Regions from separate parts of the Mus musculus genome. Here region 1 is linked to region 2. The links are chromatin contacts, called in public Hi-C maps. All regions are on one chromosome and are shown on one strand. The core of a region is the stretch at or near the end of the contact, and the rest is flanking DNA. Distances in the headings are between cores, read along the strand shown.

Region 1 (2,700 bases), core at 90-2,589, 77 kb after region 2:
GGGAGCTTTAAAACTCAACACCTTTCACTGCATCTCACACCCTGTCACTCTGGAGACAGTTCTGTGTTCTGCTGCCTTTAAAACATAGGCATGTGGTCCGTGGGGCTTGCTTCTGTCACTGGCTTTTCTAGTTCAGTTCCCAGGAAGGAGAGAACTGCACTCCATCCTTGTACACATTGCAGGGTTAAGTCTTTACAACCATCCAAGGGTACACAAAGTGTCTGCAGAACTACAGAAATCTGGCCCCACGACTGTGTCTTACCAAGGCCCATAGTGACCAAGCAACACAGATGGAGCTGGGATCAGATTTCTTCTCATTCTTAGCCATCAGATCACACTGCCTACCCCATCAGTTCCAGGAGAAGTGTTCTATTTAGGTTCTGGAAGGCAAATATTTAAATACGAGCATGCCAGTGCCACACACTAGCAATAACTGAGCAGGCTGTGAGCCCCCGGGGATGAGATTGCTCTCAGCTCTACTCCTTCCCCTGAATTCCAACAGCCATGTTGGGATGCAAATTTAGAAGGTGCCCTCTCCAGTATGTCTCATCTTTTGTTTTGGAGTGAAGCCTCAGCTGGTTCTAGATAGGGATAGTCAGGGAAAGCCTTAGGGTATTTACCCTGGTAACTCAGAAGGACTGGCATCTGCCATTGATCACACTGGCATTCTGCATAATGACAAACATGTGAGCAGTTTCCTCCTGAAATGAATTTCAGGGCATTCTTGGTTGTCTGCTCCTTCACTGTAGTCTCTGCGTATTGCTCAAGGATGGTGGGCGTGATGGAAGTCGAGTTTTCATTTTAAATTCTGTTGTTTAAGTTGTCAAATATAGATTGTTGTGGCAAGCCATATGACAGTCAGAGGTGTAAACATGGGGAAAGATTGAAGACACTTTGTTGGAAGTGCTCTTTGGGGAATAGACTATTAAGCATCTGTCATTATGAACAATGCTGAGACACAGCAACTGGGAAGGCCATGCTACCAAGATTTTCAACATCGTCTGAACAGCAAGGAGACAGCTGATTGCTAGCTACGGCTATAGCTATAAAAAGTTTTTGTGCCTGGGTCATCATTTGAATTTCTTTAGTTGGCTATCATATTTTGGATTCAGGGCTTTATCATCATGTATTTCTGTTGAGCAAAGAGTGACAGTTACCTAAGATTTATAGGACCAGGAGCCAATCAGGGAAGACCAGGAACCTTCTTCTTCCTTAGGAGCTGGTTGCTTTAAGCATCTGGTGGTTTCTTCTGGAATTGTCTTGAACTCCTCTGTCCTTCACACAAGTCTACCCATATTTCTAATGTTGTCTACTGTGTAGGGTGTGACCTCAGTATCCTGCCTTTCTGAGGACAGTCTTGAGGGAAGTGGTTTTGCCATTCACTGACACAGTTGCTTGCCAGCCTGTGTCTCGGGTCATTTAGAGTGTTTCCCTGAGTACTTTTTGAATAGGAAACACTTCCTGGAAATGAGAGCTTTTATGAGATAAACTTGTCAGGCACTAGAGCCCATTAACACACACACACACACACACACACACACACACACACACACACACACACAGTGGAACAGAAAGCCGTAGGGCACATCCTGTCTTATCCCTGACCATTTTTGCCTTTGAACATGACCCTATATATAGGCATCAGGTGTGTCAGAATTGAATTCATGTTCCAATTCAGAGGCACCTGCTATGATTTTAATTATCTGTGGGACAAGGGACGGAGCTTCTTTTCTGCAGTATTGGAAGGTGATGTGGGAACCGAGGGCATGCTGGGCCAGGAACAGGCTGTGTTATTCCTGGTACTCAAGTGGCCGCCCACAGAGGCATCTGTTCTTTCTCATCTCAACCTTCTCTCCCTTGGCCTTGCTATGGTCTCTTTTGACCTCTTCTGACCTCTCTGGAGTTGGTCCCCCTGGCTGTGGTCAGCGCCATCCCGCTGCGGTTCCAAATCTCACTGCGTGATTCACCATCGCACATCTGTGGTCCATGGGCTGACTCAAGTTCCACAGTCATTTGTTTTCTATCATCTTCAGGGTTTCTGGACCTGTGCCAACATGCCAATCACCTGGACTGTATCATTTTTCCCTATTTAATTCTGCATGATATTGTAATCAAAGAGGATTTATACTGGGGAGAGGTAGAGAGTACAGGTAGAAGATGGTAATCAGAGGGTAGAATGACCTTGCCAAACTGAACGAATTCTGTTGTTCTAATTCCAAGCTCTGTTTTCCAGGCTGTGTGTTTGAAGGTGTGCAATACCGGGAAGGAGAAGAATTTCAGCCAGAAGGAAACAAATGTATTACATGCTCCTGCGTTGTAAGTACTGCCAGGGCGTTGCTAGGGGATCCTTAGGTTTAGCTGCTTCTAGCATCTACTGAGAGGAACCTCATCTTTCCACTCTCCCTCATTAGGCTCTTAAGATGCAGAGCCAAAGGAAAACCCACTCTATGTAAGGCAAGCTTCGCTGCTTTGTTGATGTTGACTCCTGGGCTGGGGTCCTGTGCTATGTAATGTATTGGTTTGCAGGCATTCCTTCCAGTGTTCAGTAGCACCCTGGTCTTGACTTATAGGTTTCCAACTGTATAACTATCATTGTCTGCAGAACTTCCCCCGTGCCCTCTAGAGAAAAACTGGCTTTTCATTAAGACCCACTGTCCCCTCAAGTGGAGGAGCTGATCTTCCACCCCCATTTGGGGGAAG
Region 2 (2,700 bases), core at 106-2,605:
CAGCGAAACATTCAATCAACACTTTGACTTTCAAGGCATCTAGCCATGGTGTTATTTGGGGGAAACATGTAACCACATTGTCTCTTGTCTCTTTTAATTTAAATTTTACACAAAATCTGTTTTGAGAGGGAAATGGAGCATGCTAAGCTAATGACAGCGTTCCTTCCTCCCACTTGTCCACGTCACAGAGATGTGGTCCTTGTGTTGGGATGTTGGCCACGATGCACTCACTAAAAGCACCCTTTAAATCTCTAGAAAAAAACAAATGAGCATGCGGATGGCAGGCAGGGGCAGGTAAATGTGGTGACATTAGAGGAGTGTATCTGAGGACTGTCAAAGGAGTTTCTCACTACAGCTACAAATGCTACCTAAAACTGGCCAGAGACTAGGGGAAAACTAGGCTTGTCAGCAATTAGAGTTTGGATCCACAAGGCGCTTCAGGAACTAATGTGGGGTGGGCACCTGCTGGCTGGCTGTTCTTCGTGTGGGTGGGAGCATGTGATCACAGTAGGCTCCAAAGAAGGCTAGCTGATCATTGGTTCCAAGCACCTTTCACTCTCACCTGGCACCTTCCCAATGTAGTTATAAAAATTCTCTTTTCTAGATTAGCACCCCTTTTGAGTAGAGCCAGGCACTGCTTGGCGGGTGCGTGTAGGGCGGGTGTGTGTGTGTGTGGGGGGGGCAGGACGTGGGAGGGATGCTGGGACTCAGCGGGTACCGGGTGGCGGGGCGAGGGGATCAAAGACCGAGACTGGGGGACATCAGGGCCGCCCAAGCAAGAAACGCTGCAGGGTAGCGGCTGCCACCGCGTGCCCTGCTGGGCGGCCGCCGCGAAGGCGGCCTGCGTGGAGATTAGCGGCAGCGGTCCCTCCCTGGCCCGCGAGTGAATGAATGATTAGTCTAACGCACCTCCCTGGCCCGGGCAGCTCCGGCTGGGAAGGGCGGAGTCTGAGCCACCGATCCACGCTTTAAGGGAGAAAGGCTCTGGCCGTTGTGCGTGCATTAGCCGACCCTTTCTGTCGCTCCAACTTCTGTCCTCCCTAATGTCAGGCCCACAGAGGCATAAGCACAGGAACCTGATCTCCAAGGTCACTCGTCCCTCTGTCCCCTCAGCCTCGTGAGTCCCCCGCCTTTGCCCGAGGGAGTCAAAGGGCTGTGGAAAGTTGAGGGACCCTCCTGCATTCGATCCGTGGCTCCTTCCGAAGCTGGGGCAGCGGGAAGCGCCGGGTCTTCTGCTCCGGGCGCTAGCGGGTAGTGGCATCCCTGCTGGGGGCGGCTCCTCTGCGCGGGAGGAGGCGGTGCGCAGGGCGCTGGAGACGCGCCTTCCAGGCTCCGGCAGCGCCCCGGGGCCGGTGGCCGGGGCTGGGCTAGACCGCCTGGCTGGGCGTTCGCGTGCGCCGCTGTCGCTTCTGAGCCGGCATAGCTCCGGCGCCAGGATCGTAGTCCCTCGTGCGACCCTGCGGATTCCGCGCAGAGCCTAGTACGCCCCTCGGTCCCGCACGGAGCAAGCGCGCGGGCCGGACACCGCGCTCGGGGGCCGGGCCGGAGCTGCGCGTGCGGGAGCCGGAGCTCAGCCGGGCTCCAGAGCTGCGAGCGCACTCGGCAGTCGCCGCCGCCGCTCCCCAGATCCCGCCGCTCAGCCACCCCTCCTCCCGGCCCAGCTCTGGCGCGGAGGGGCTGACGGCTAACCCGCTGAGAGCAACTCCCTTAGAAAAAAGCCGCCGCATTGGCCGAGGCTGGCCGCAGGACCCCTCCTCCCGGGGCGCCCCCACTCCTCCCCCGCCGCTCCGGGCGCCCGCCTCCCTCAGCCGACTGTCTCCCGGCACGCCGGCCCACAGCCCTTTTGACTGCGAGCAGCGGCTGCCGAGCAGAGGCGGCGACGCGGGACCTGCAGTCGCCCGGGATTCCCTCCAGGTGACGATGCTCTGGTTCTTCAGCGTCAGGGCTCTGGCTGAGCGTCCTTGCCGACGCTCGCCTGGGATTACCTGCTGCGTCTTGCTGCTGCTCAATTGCTCCGGGGTCCCCATGTCTCTGGCTTCCTCCTTCCTGACAGGTAGGGGGGTGGGGGCGGGAGGGACCAGTCCTCCGGGACTCTGGGTGGTTTCTTGGGAGAAGAGGCACTGGCAGACCGGGGATGAGAGGACGAGGAACGCGCACCTTGCCTGACTCTCGCGGGCGGTGGGGATGCGGAGAAGCCTAGAGAAAAGGGATGGGAAGGCTATGAAGAGGTAGAGAGATGGGGGACTGAGAGACTGCTACCTTTGACAGAGTGCTAATAGGCACCCTGCTATATGAAGTTGGGAAATTCCTTGATTTATATTTAATCTTTTTTCCCCAATCCTTGTTTTAATCGTAGCCACTCTTGTGCAATTAAGGAAAAGACCGCGCCGTTTCCCGCACATCCTCTTTTCTCAACACCATAGGATTCCAATAAATCCACGGTGCTAGGCAGCATCTTTAAAACATGACTTTCCAGACCTTGAATGTAAAGAAGCGATCTTATTTTTAAAGGTTACTAATAGCATGATATGATAATTACAGGTTTTCAGGCAGGTGAAGACCTCGGCTTCTATTTTGAAGGACATGCTTTACTGACACCTGGTGCAGAAAAGAGAATATTTTAAAGAGGAAAGAGATTGCGCTTCAAAAAGTGATTGCATTTCAACCCACAACAGTTGGCAGATCCACCTGAAAGGCCCG

The links. A called contact is a pair of places that touch in the nucleus more often than the background predicts.
Region 1: a Hi-C map of muscle stem cells shows a contact between it and region 2, with 2.1 times the contacts expected there. The contact joins the enhancer-like site here to the promoter of Bmper in region 2. A contact is called at or near these places in 2 of 484 Hi-C or Micro-C datasets (the HL-1 cell line and muscle stem cells) and 2 of 9 other capture datasets (adipose tissue and liver).

What each region holds. Positions count from the first base shown.
Region 1 is chr9:23,298,707-23,301,406 of GRCm38.p6, forward strand. It overlaps Bmper (BMP-binding endothelial regulator), which reads left to right. Exons shown (of 15, transcript NM_028472.2): 6 at 2,234-2,316. Among named protein-coding and RNA genes, the nearest start is that of Bmper, 77 kb to the left of the region's middle. Within about 2 kb of position 1,340, at least 10 of the 459 cell types and tissues checked have an H3K27ac peak or open chromatin away from gene starts, as enhancers often do. A contact at or near this core is called in muscle stem cells, where this site is marked.
Region 2 is chr9:23,221,721-23,224,420 of GRCm38.p6, forward strand. Bmper (BMP-binding endothelial regulator) reads left to right here and starts at 1,356. Exons shown (of 15, transcript NM_028472.2): 1 at 1,356-2,053. The coding sequence starts at 1,921.